Linked DNA regions of Mus musculus: region 2 is linked to region 1. Evidence: chromatin contacts called from public HiChIP or PLAC-seq data. All regions are on one chromosome and are shown on one strand. The core of a region is the stretch at or near the end of the contact, and the rest is flanking DNA. Distances in the headings are between cores, read along the strand shown. Region 1 has its middle 61 kb from the start of Usp51. Region 2 holds the start of Rragb (Ras-related GTP binding B).

Region 1 (6,057 bases), core at 1,113-3,612:
CCTTCCCACACATACACCACCCACGTGCATGTACGTGCACACATATACATACACACACACTAAATAATGTAATATAATTTTAAAAGATTAAGAAGGCAAGGGAAAAGAAAAAAATCCAAATGCAGCTAGCGAAGTGACTCATCAAATTCAAGGTATAACAAACTTATTAGAAACCATGGAAACCAGATTGCTTGTGAACAACATATTCAAACGATGAAAGAAACGGACTAAAAATACATATCTGCAAAACCATATCCTTCAAAACTGAAGGAATAATCAAGATACTATCTGATAAACATATTGAGGCAATGCGTCACTAGCAATTCTTTTCTGCAAAAACTGCTAAAGGAGCTGGCTGGGGCAATACGGACTTGTAGATCCACTCAAGAGACTGATGCAAAAGGATTTTTTTAGTTTGTCTTAAGCAACAAGACATCATTTATTATAAACAAGTATGAGAGGGAGTCTTTTATGGGAAAATGAAACAACTAGACACATATTACAAATTTCAAATGGTTAAACGTTAATTAATAGTAAAAGGTCATGCCCAAACAAATATAAAAGACAGTACTCTGTTGTCAATGTTTTCTTCAAATTTAAGAGGCAATCATAGAAAACAATAATTGTGAAACTATACTGATGGCAATACAATATAAGAGGATGTAAATTGTACAGCTACGATGTATTTGGGGTGGGTTCTCCCTATTTCAATCAAGGAAATCAAAGGAACAATTCTTTAGGTGAGGATCCCTGCTCAAGTGAATCTAATTTGTAGCAACTTGACATTAAAACCAACCATGACAGCAGCTAATTGGTGCTGGTGGAGGGGAGTCATTAACTTTAGTGGTGTGAATTGTCCTGTGGCTGTGGATAACTTCACAGCCATACTCCTGTTGGCAAACCTGCTTAAACCCAGTGGGTAACCAGCAAAACCAACCAAAGTAAAACAATCAAAGAACCCTGCAACTGGGGAGGTGGGGGTGTGCTTGAAGGAGGGAGCCTAGGAGATGGAAGGGGGATAAGAGGGTGGAGCAGGTGAATGACATTTTCAAAGAGTAAATGAAAAAGAAAATAAAACAACAAAGAAAGAGAGAACTGGAATTAATATATCAAACTAATAAATTTTAAGATGAAAATAACTGGTAGAGAAAGGGAAGAAGCTTTTGTAATGATGAACATTTTTAGTTAACAGAAAGGTTACACACAGAGACAATTACACACACACACACACACACACACACACACACACACACACACACACACACCATGACAGTACCATAGTCCACAGAAACAAAGACTGTTGTAAATATATGGAGAAATGAGCAGCTGTACAAAATGAAATTAGTATGGAAAAAATGACATACACAATAGAAAAACTGTAAGAAAAAAATCAGTAAAACAGAAAAAAGTGTGTTATAGAACTTATGAGTTTAATATGGTTAATATGGTTAACAATTAAACATTTTAAATGTCTTGAAGATATACTGGATTTTATGGTGTGATTTGAATATATTCGACACTGGTGAAGAAAATTTGATCTATTCTACCAGTTGCTTGCTTATTTAACACATGAGAGAGAAATGAGAACTATCAGACACTTTATTTATTTTTTTAGAATTTCATACACTTGCGTTTTATATACATAATTTTCACCCTCCTTCCACCCCAAACACCTCAAATTCATGATCTCATCTTCTTTGATTATTGTTATTACATAGACATATAAATGCATTATAGAGCCTGCTGAGTCCATTGTGTTCTTCTCTTATGTATGTACGGCTTTGAAGGCTGAGCTGAGCACCTGGGACTATCACCTGTCAGGACCTTGTCCTCCTCTAAGAGCAGTTGTTAAATGTCTAGAGCTCTTCATCTCTGGGTGAGTCTATTAGCTACATGAAATTCTCACACCACATCACTTATCAAATTCATTTCCTGTTTTATTATATCTGTAAATGATTTTATGTTGTGGCATGCATGTGCACATACACATGATTAAAAAAAAATGAAACAAAAAAGCATCCTGCAAACACTAAAATCCAAAGTGATCAATTCATTATATAGTACCTACCATTTTAAAAAATCAAAATGAGATAATTCTGCTTCGTAAGGCAAGTAGAGACTGTCAAGAAAAAAATTAAAACTCATCTTCATGTATAACAATGACATTTTTAATTATGAGTCTGTAAGCTTCTTTGCTTGGATTTTGGCATCATGTGTTGTGATAATAGCAATATTGATGAGGTTTTCTGTTTTCAAAGGCTGGGAGTCCTGATTTATCTTCCCAGATGTTCCCAATAGCTGTGTCTGTGCTTTTCAGTGTTAAGTAAGTGCATGTCTGGGACCACAGTGTTCCATCACCATGGTTTCACTAGATTTAATAAGCTGTTGCTTAGCAAACCCACTCGTCATCCAGCTATTTTCTCTTTGCACTGTCTTCACGTTATGTCCCTGGTAAAATGTAGCTGAGCCTCTTGGTAATGGAAAATACCACTCTCCACGTAAAATGTAATCTTCACATTTGGGGCTGGGTTCTTTTTTCTTTTTTCCTCAAGTCAGAATGCCAAATATCAGAGGGCATTATAATCCAGTGGTAAAAATAGAATCTCTGGAACAAGCAGATATATTCACCTCTCGGGCTCTTTGACCTTTTGTCAATCACTAATCTCCCTATGTCTCATATTCCTCATTTGTAAAACATAATCATTACATTCATCTCAGAAGGACACCATGAGGAGTAATTTAGATAACATAACTAAAATGCACCTGACACTTCATATGGGCCCATCCATTGTTACTGACATCAAGAGAATAAGGAGATGGTGATAACAAATCTTCCTAATATACATCAACTTCTGTATCGAACTTAATTGATGATCCAGTGAGAATTTTAAATGCTGCATGAATGCAGAATTGAAATGCCTGCTTGCCACAGCTGGCAGAACTCTATGAAGCAATTATACATTTACAATCAGCACAGCATTTATAATGCATCTCAAGGGTCAGAGGCCATTTCTGTGAGTCTAACTGACCTAGGTATCTTGCCATATGTATTTTTTATTTTGTTACATTTCTACTAGTTGTTTATGCACATACATTATACTTACACAGGTATGTACACACATGTACATATGTCTACATATCTATATCTATAGTAACTGTGAGCATATATATTAATATAAATTTTCAGTTATCTGAGTACAGGTAATAAGATCCATGAGACTCAATGTATCCATCTTACCTAGCCACAACTAACTTGTTGGTTTATACTGTGCAGGCATCCATTAGGAAAAATGCACATGTATATACAATGTAAACTAGCAAGTTTTGCTAAGTGCTGTCTTTAGCACTAGAATACATAATGGCCCTTTAGATAATCTATTAATAGTCAGGGGGTCAGATTTACCCTTATAAATTGGCAGATAGAAGTAATTTATTTATAACTGTTCTACTGTGGTGGGGTGAAGTGGATGCTCATAACTAAATAGATCAGGTCCAGGAAAAATTTGAGGCTGCCTAGGAGAAGAATAAAGAAATAAAGACAAAGGGTGGTTGATTGGAGTCCGAGAAGAAAACCATGAAAGAAGCATGAGAAATGAGGGATTTTTCCAGCAAAACCCTGAACCTCTACTCCCTCATATCTTCATGGCTGCCTTGATAAAGACAAATTCTTTATGGAAAGCCTGAAAATTCTTGGATCCTTGTTCAGATTTGGTGCCTGGGGAGGAAATAAGAGTCTATGTGTCTAGATATCAAACACTAAGTTTATATTTAATCTACAAGAACAACCCTTGTGCAAGTGACAGAATGTGGCTCATGTGAAAAGAGAATCATGACCATTCCTACATTACCTAAGTAGCAATATTGTCTTCTAGGGATTTCTACTGTCCCCTCTCAATATCTGTTTCTCCCTTTTCATGGTCTCTCCTTTACTTTCATATCCTACACATGTATGTGCACACTCTCTCTCATATGAGAGAACACAGATGATATTTGCCTTTCTGATTTTGGCATATTTCATTTAACCTACTGACCTCCAGTTCCATGTACTTTCTGCAAATGTAATACCATTTTTCTTATGGCTTAATGAAACTCCATTCTAGATATGAACTATCTCACTCTGCTCAAGATGTCTATTTTGAAGAAAACAAATGACAACAGATGCTGGGGAGGATGTGGAAATAGGGAACTCTTAAACAGTTGCTGGGAAAGTAAACTGGTTCAGCCACTTTGAAAATCAATGCAGATCTCTCTCCCCTCTCCCCTCTCCCCTCTCCCCTCTCCCCTCTCCCCTCTCCCCTCTCCCCTCTCCCCTCTCCCCTCTCCCCTCTCCCTCTCCCCTCTCCCCTCTCCCCTCTCCCCTCTCCCCTCTCCCCTCTCCCCTCTCCCCTCTCCCCTCTCCCTCTCCCCTCTCCCCTCTCCCCTCTCCCCTCTCCCCTCTCCCCTCTCCCCTCTCCCCTCTCCCCTCTCCCCTCTCCCCTCTCCCCTCTCCCCTCTCCCTCCTTTGCCCAGGCTGGCCTAGAACTCACAATCAGCTTAAGTGTTAGCATTACAGCATTTAGTGGCTCCTTCCCTTTCCTTCTCTCCCCCTCTCTCTTCTGGTCTCCCTGCCTCTCCTCTGTTTGTGTATTTCTCCTGTATGGGGTGACTCAAAGTGAGTAATTGAAGCCTCTGCCATTAGTTGTGTGGGTTAACTACCCTGGAAGCATATCTCCAGCCCTAGTGATAATGCTTGTAGACAACTGATAGGTGATGGGTTACAATTGAAGTTTTAGCAAAAACCTCAAGAAGAGCTCTGTACCAAATCACTGGCAAAACACCTCTTACATTGTTGACTTGTCTATGAGTGAAATAATACATATTAATGTTATAAGCTGCTATGTTTGGAAATGAATTAGTTCTGCAATGATAGATAACTACAAAATGGGATAAAATAGAAACTAAAGAATGATGACATGCAGCTTAAATGAATGTGTAAAATTAAAAACCCATTGAAACATTATTGAGAAGGCAGAGGGGCAAGAACTAGCCAGCAGAAAAGCAAGTGCAATCTTCAGCAACCCAGAGCAAAATATGCATCTCTGTCCTTTATAGCAAGAGATAGTTTGAATTAAAACTGGGCTATTTTATCTCTTATCATCCATTCAAAAATTGTCACCCATTTGGACTAAAGTCTCAACTTTCCCCTGAAAATGTTAAGTAACAGTACAAGTCACATAAAGATGTATTGTCAGAAAAAAATGCTAGGAAAAAATGGAAATAAATTTTAACAGTGAAAATGGTGGCAAAACTAGGTGTACTAATATAGCTCTGTAGTTCTAGCATCTAGGGAGGCTCAGCTAGGAGGCTGGCTTAAACCTGGGAATAAGAGTGGGTACCACAGTGAGAACTCATCTCAAATAAATGGTGGCAAGTGATGTGAATACGTAACAGAAGGATTCCTCCAGTGATCACTCTTCAGTGTGTAGTGTATGGAAAGGACAAACATGCTAACAGATTTTGGAGATAATCATCTAAATTAATTTTCAAATAAAAACTTTCTTAAAATACTGACCAAGTAGAGAAGATGAATGAAATGAACTGGCTTTCCACCGAGAATTTCTCTTTACCAAGGCAGCCATGAAGATTTCAGGGAGTAGAGCATTAGTCTTCAGGGTTTTGCTGGAAAAATCCCTAAACGTGAAAACAAAGTTTAAAGTGCCAAATTCCAAAAATTATACAGGGGCTAAATAAGCCAACAGCATATTTTAAATGGCCTACAGTACTTAAAAAAAAAGATCTAAATTGAAAAAGAAAAAACAGTGATTCTGATAATAATTTTAAAGTATTAGAAATGGTGATTTAATTTCCTGTATGGTATCATGTTCCTTCTGAGCTTTCTACCTGTGAGACAGAACAAATGAAGGTTAGTACTTTAAAAAGGGTTTAGTAAAACAATAAGTTTGAGATCAGCCTTGACAGGCTAAGTTATATTATTTCTCCAGTTACATAGGAAAACATGCTCATCTGCCAATAAAGCTTAGCCACAATATTGAAAATGCATAGAGAATTACATTAACA
Region 2 (6,057 bases), core at 2,596-5,095, 190 kb before region 1:
CAATTACCTGCTATGAGTTACACATCACTTAGCAATACAAGCGTGGTAAGTGTGTGTGTGTGTGTGTGTGTGTGTGTGTGTGTGTGTATCTCCAACAAGCAGATTTCATATAGTATAACTAAAAAGTTCTTCCTACTGCTCTGTTCAAGGTCAGGCTGTTTTCCACTTCAGCCCATGATTTCATCCCTTCTGCATATTTCTATAATTTTTATTTCAGGTTTCTGCCTCTTTAAATTACACATAAGAACCACTCTTGATTAAGCTTATCTACTTCTGTCTTTACCTTTTGATTCTCCTAGCCTCAAACTTTTAGCATCCATTCATATTTAACTGAATGGTTTACAGTCTCTTTGCTTCCAGCCATTTAGGGAGCCCTGACTCTGTGTCTGGATTCATCCTATATTCTCTACCATCCTTTATTCTTCTTTCTACTAAGTCTCAACTTATCCATCAACACTTGGTTCAACAATCATCACGGGAATTTTCTCTGGAGCTGGGGATGTAGCTCAGTAGCTCAGTACTAGGGCACTTACCTAATATAAGTGAAACCTGGGTTCAATCCCCAGTAAATCCCCATAAAGTTTCTTTGACCTAAATGCCTTAGGCCAGCATTCCTCAACCTGTTGGTTGCAACCCCTTTCGGGAGTCAAAAAACCCTTTCACAAGGGTCACTTCAGATCATCAAAAAACACAGATATTTATATTATGATTTGTCACAGTAGAAAATTGCAGTTATGAAGTAGCAACGAAAATAATGTTGTGGTTGGGGAGTCACCACAACATGAGGAAGGGTCACAGCATTAGGAAGGTTGAGAAGCATTGGTTTAGGCTGAGAGGTATCATGCCTGCCCCTCAGTGGTACTACTATATCATTGCAGACCATAAAGCTCTGTAGTCCTTCCTTTCAACAACTCTCTCACAAGACTGGAAACATTTGAAGGACAGAGGGAGAGTCTTTGTATCCTTTGTGTACTTTCTTATCTCCAGTGCCTAACAGGGAACAAAAGCTTGAAATGCACTCATCAAAAGAATGGTGCCACACGCCTTTAATCCCAACACTTGGGAGGCAGAGGAAGGCAGATTTCTGCGTTCGAGGCCAGCCTGGTCTACAGAGTGAGTTCCAGGACAGCCAGGGCTATACAGAGAAACCTTGTCTCGAAAAAACCAAAATAAAAATAAAAATAAAAAATAAAAAATAAAGAAATGAACAAGCCATTAGAGGAAAAAAGGCAAGGACAACTATCTGGTAGAGAGCAAGACTTTACAGATGTCTTTCTTGTGTAAGGATTTGACACAAGAAAAAACACCTGTTAAAGCCAAATTATCTTGCACTACAAGGAGTCAGAGTTAAATGACTTTCACAGTCCTTTCTAAGCACAGTGTTTATGAGATACAGTTCTGTTAACTTTCCTTTTCAAATGAAAGAGACACAGATTCTACCTCCAATCCTAACATATCAAAATGTCTGATTACAAATATAAGAAGCTTTAGTGAAAACATACTGGATATGCATTGGCTCAATTCAACAATTTAGATATCCAGGTTTACCTAAGAAAATTTAATTGTTTATTTAGTCTAAAATTTATATGAACATTTTCCTTGCCCTTTGCAAAACAAATTAACTAAACAATTAACTAGATTAACTAAACATTAATTAAGCAATAACTGTATCTATTTCTGAAGGTAAAGGCTGATCCTTCAACGCATGTGCATTGCAGAACCATTAAAGCAAATGGCAGTTCGCCCCCTTTCTCTTTTCACAGTTCCTTAAGCTTCTACTTTTCCCCTCCTAATTATGTAGAAATTTCTGGCATTTTTTTAGGCATCCTTGTTGACAGCAACTTCAGACATTCATCAAAAAAAAAAAATCCTCCTAGCAAACTTGAGGCCCAGAATTAAATTTTAGATAAAGTCAGGCTAAAAATATGGGAGCTTTTTTAACCTTACATGGTGAGGATAATTATGTTTGTGGTGTACAGGGAGTTTATTCATGTAAACTTCCTAATATCCCTATGAAGGTTATTACCAGTACTTCACAAGTGATACTAAATCCCAAAAAGGTCAAGAAATATTGCTCCTGAGCTACAGTCTTAGGGATATTGTCTAAGTCCCAATAAAAGTGCAAAGCAAAGCAAAGAACATCCAATTCCAGCTAGAAAAAAAAATTGCACGTAACATTTGATTTGGGTTAAAGAATCAGTGCACACACAGAGGGCTGTGTAATATTTGTATCTGGCTTGACTCCATGAGATTAATTTTAGACAAAGTAAATCTGACAGTAAATAAGGGGATGAGTGTCTCAAAGACCCCATAGATTCTTGCCACAATCCAGAAAAAGCCAGATTCCCTGAACTGCAGCTTCTTACCTTTTTCTTCATGTTACTGATGTAGCTAACACATCTTACCTTTTTCTTCATGGCTGCATTTGGCATTGCCCACCTGTAGATATAAACCAAAAGATGGTGTTTTCGTGATCTAATTGCCGGGGGCGGGGGGTGGGGGGGGGGACACACAAGTAAACTGAAAGATGCAGACGAATATTCTTTAAAGCAGCTAAGTATGGATGAGACCTCTTTTCAGAAGTCTTCATTTTCCTAAATTATAAAGCTGGGTTTATGCTCCCTGTTTCCTTCATCAGCTCGGGAGACGCTTCCTAGGATGGCATATTTAGGAATAGAAACCATTTAAATTCAAGATTTGATATTTTGTCATAAAGCTGAAGCAACACTCTGGGTACTTTTATAAATCAAACAATATTGTCATAATCTGAATACTATTTTTTTTAAATTCATCTCCGTATTTTTCAAATCTAGAAGCATCTTTGGACCTTCAATCGTCCTTCCAAGCTGTATTTCATTCATTAAAGGCACAAAGTACATATAACGCAGTTCTCAAATAGGCATATCGCACTATACGTCATTGGTCAGCAAATGTCTGTCCTTTCCTTTTTTATCATCAACAAGGTGATAACATCAAATAACCTTTATAGAAAACAGAAAACAACTCAGAACTGTCTCAATTAGAAGACTACGCATAAACCAGGAATCCCACATCCAGGCAAAGGGTGTTTCTATTCTGTTTTCCGTCATCAAGGGCATGATATCAATCAACCATATTGGTAAATTAAAGCAATTCATCACTGCAGGTTAGAGGTTGTTGCATCTCACAATACTCTTTACAATTAGCATGCCCTCCCTCCCAGGTGCAACATAATCCCCTTTACCCACCCAAGCGATCCTTCCGGCTCCCCTAGAGGAGGCTCCACTTTTGGGCCCACATTCTCTTTCTCTGTCTTTTTCTCGGAGTCAGATTCTTCCATCGTGCAACAAGTCCTTCACAGTGCCTTCTAAATCCGCAGTACCGTTCTTCTGGCTCACCTGCCTACGCTCAGCACCCAGGGCCCGCGGGGCCTGATCTATCCCTGCCTCCGCCTTTGTCCACTGGGGGGCCGCTTTTCCCACAGTTACCTTTACCGACCCGAACTTAGTCTCCAGGCACAGCCGAGCAGGCCAGCCCAAAGGAGCAAGCGATTCGATTCGGTGCGTGCAAAGGAAGAGATGGAGGAGAGGGAGGGCAAGGTGGATGAGGAGTTGGTCCCGAGTTTGGGCCTCACTCGCCAAGGTCTCAAGACCCAAAGGTAACTTGGTCAGCTTCTGTACAGACTGCAAAGGCTGAGATAACGGAATGAGCGGAGCGGAGCTGCAGAAGCAAAGCGGTCACTGCCTGGTGGCTCCTCCCGACCTCGCTGCCAGTCACGGTCCGCCTGAGGATGCTCTTACTTCCGCGCCCGCCCTTCAGGAGCGCAAGAACCTCACCGCAACCACGCTACTGCAGGCCAGGATCACGTGGGAACCTGCCGTAGTCCCAGGGCCTGTCACGTGCCGCTACCCTTTTGGGGGGGCCCTGGGTTTGCTTGGAAGAATACCATAGAGACTGCTTTAGGAAAGCCAGAGTGCCACCCGCCATCACGTGGCCCGGGCTCTCATTTCCGCGCCATTGGCCCTTAGGGCGGCCTGCGGGCACCTAGACACTGATGGACGCGGCCCCGCCCACTCGCTGCTCAGAGTTAAAGGAGAAGGTTGCAATTTCAGCACCTGCCAGCTAGCCGTTTTCACTACTCCCTATGATTAGGGCCCTGTGCATTTTTGCATTTTGGTAACTTTTCTTCCCGTTAATCCTTATGACAGTTCAAGTAATTAAAAAAGCAATCCATCTAAAGTGTTTTAAACTGTCTTTCCCATAGAAAACTCTCAATAAGTTGTTATTGCCAGGACCAGAACCACACGGAGGGTTTAACACGTCCGCCACTTAACTTTTAAAAGTTGCAAACATAATTTTAAAGTTTCTGATGATCATCATGAGATACTTGCTACATACAGAGTTTTATGTGGAGAAGAAGTGATTTGTCAACCAGCTCTCAAATCTCAACGCAGCAAGTTCCAACCTCAATGACCTAAGAGCTTCTTAGGCTTGGAACTCTTTTAAATGTGACACCAAGGTTACAGGCTGGGAAAAAGAGTGGCATAGGTTGATGCTCCCTTGAAAGACTGAATTTGCCATTCACAGTTTGTAATGGCCTCAACTTTCTCAGCTTATAGGTAATGTCCTCCAGAGGTCTTCCCAACCCATACTCTATTAGAGTACAACAGTCTTTTGAACCTGCAGTAGTTATTTTCTGTTGTATGCTTTTTAATTCATAATATTCCTTTGTAGTTTTTCTTTTGTTGTTGAGATTATACTGTAGACACATTTCTTTTTTCCCTTTTTTCCCTCCAAACCTTGTCATATAAACAACTCTCCTTGCTCTTTCAAAGTCATGGCTTCGTTTTTCATTGGTTGTTGTTATATGCACATATATGTATATACATATATATTCCTAATATAACCCGCTCAGTCTGTATAATAATCTCATATATATGTTTTCAGGGCTGAGCAGTTGGTATTGAAGAACCAGACAGTGTATTCTTCCCTAGGGAAAATTATTTCTCCTGCTCTGGGCATTCCTTGGTTGCCTGTAGTTCTTTGTGTAGAGTATAATACTTACTGACATGGCAATAATCTTGTTTATTTGATCTCTGAGTATAGGATTTCTATTTAAACGCTATAAGGACAAGCACTTACTTTTGAAAAATGTTCTCCTATACACTAGGTTCACAGACCAGAATGTGTGTATATACTCGATATTCACTGAGTACTGTTTTTTTTATAAAGATAAGAACAAATGTGTTAAGGAATTTCTGATTAATAACAGAAAGGAGAAAATGTATGATAGTTCTTTAATATCCACAACACATGAGTGTATTTTGAGAATGAGCATGCCTAGACATTTTTAGGAAGTAAAGCCAATGAAAAGAGAGGAAACAATTGCTACAAAATTTCTGGAGAGGAGAAGGAGAGGAAGCTAGAGCACAGCTAGCAACATTCCTTCTGGATAGAAGACAAAAATTCTATGGAGACATGAGTAGGAGACAAGAGTAGGCATGGACACAAAGCAGTCTCTAGAAGTTGATGATAGGTGGTGTATATGGGAAACTATCCCAGCTATTGTATTCTATTATCAGTGTTGGAAAAGCAAGATCATTTTGGGAAATTGGCCGAGATGTTAACCATTTGAAAGATAAGCAAAAGAACAGCATAAAGAAGCATGCCGCAAGGATTTCTGTTCGGTACTGAAAGAACAATTAAGGTTGGAAATAGTAAGATGGTATGGCACACATGCATGGATTGGTTTGGGGGTGTGTTTTTTGCTCTAAATGTAATCAACAACCTTAGTGGAGATGATTATAAGACAGGCTAGGTATGACCTCTGAATCTTCTTCCAGGGCTTTTGAAGTTTAAGTAGGAAACAAGGATAAGGAGTCAAGAAATTTATAAACACTCATCTTCACATGTTCAGTGGATGCTCCTGTGAGTAAGGAAAAATATAAACACTTCATAGAGTTGGGTTTTCTTAAAGACAGAAGAAGTGGGACAAAAGTTAAATTGAGTTTGATTTTAGTGAAATAGTGTGATGCTTTGAACAACAATGTTCCCCAAAGGCTCATGTGTGCATTTATT

Evidence for each region. HiChIP or PLAC-seq counts read pairs in DNA pulled down with a chosen protein or histone mark.
Region 2: a contact with region 1 is called in an H3K4me3 HiChIP or PLAC-seq map of neural progenitor cells, with 6 times the contacts expected there. The contact joins the promoter of Rragb here to the enhancer-like site in region 1. A contact is called at or near these places in 4 of 39 promoter capture datasets (cranial neural crest, embryonic stem cells, erythroid cells and 1 more), 10 of 484 Hi-C or Micro-C datasets (Sertoli cells, cerebellum, cortical neurons and 5 more), 5 of 115 datasets of contacts at active chromatin or transcription factors (embryonic forebrain, embryonic stem cells and neural progenitor cells) and 1 of 9 other capture datasets (pancreatic islet).

Annotation. Positions count from the first base shown.
Region 1 is chrX:152,942,701-152,948,757 of GRCm38.p6, reverse strand. No RefSeq gene overlaps it. Among named protein-coding and RNA genes, the nearest start is that of Usp51, 61 kb to the left of the region's middle. Within about 2 kb of position 2,362, at least 19 of the 459 cell types and tissues checked have an H3K27ac peak or open chromatin away from gene starts, as enhancers often do. A contact at or near this core is called in cortical neurons, neural progenitor cells and ventral hippocampal neurons, where this site is marked.
Region 2 is chrX:153,137,746-153,143,802 of GRCm38.p6, reverse strand. It overlaps Rragb (Ras-related GTP binding B), which reads right to left and starts at 3,845. Exons shown (of 11, transcript NM_001004154.2): 1 at 3,228-3,845; 2 at 2,406-2,439. The coding sequence starts at 3,319.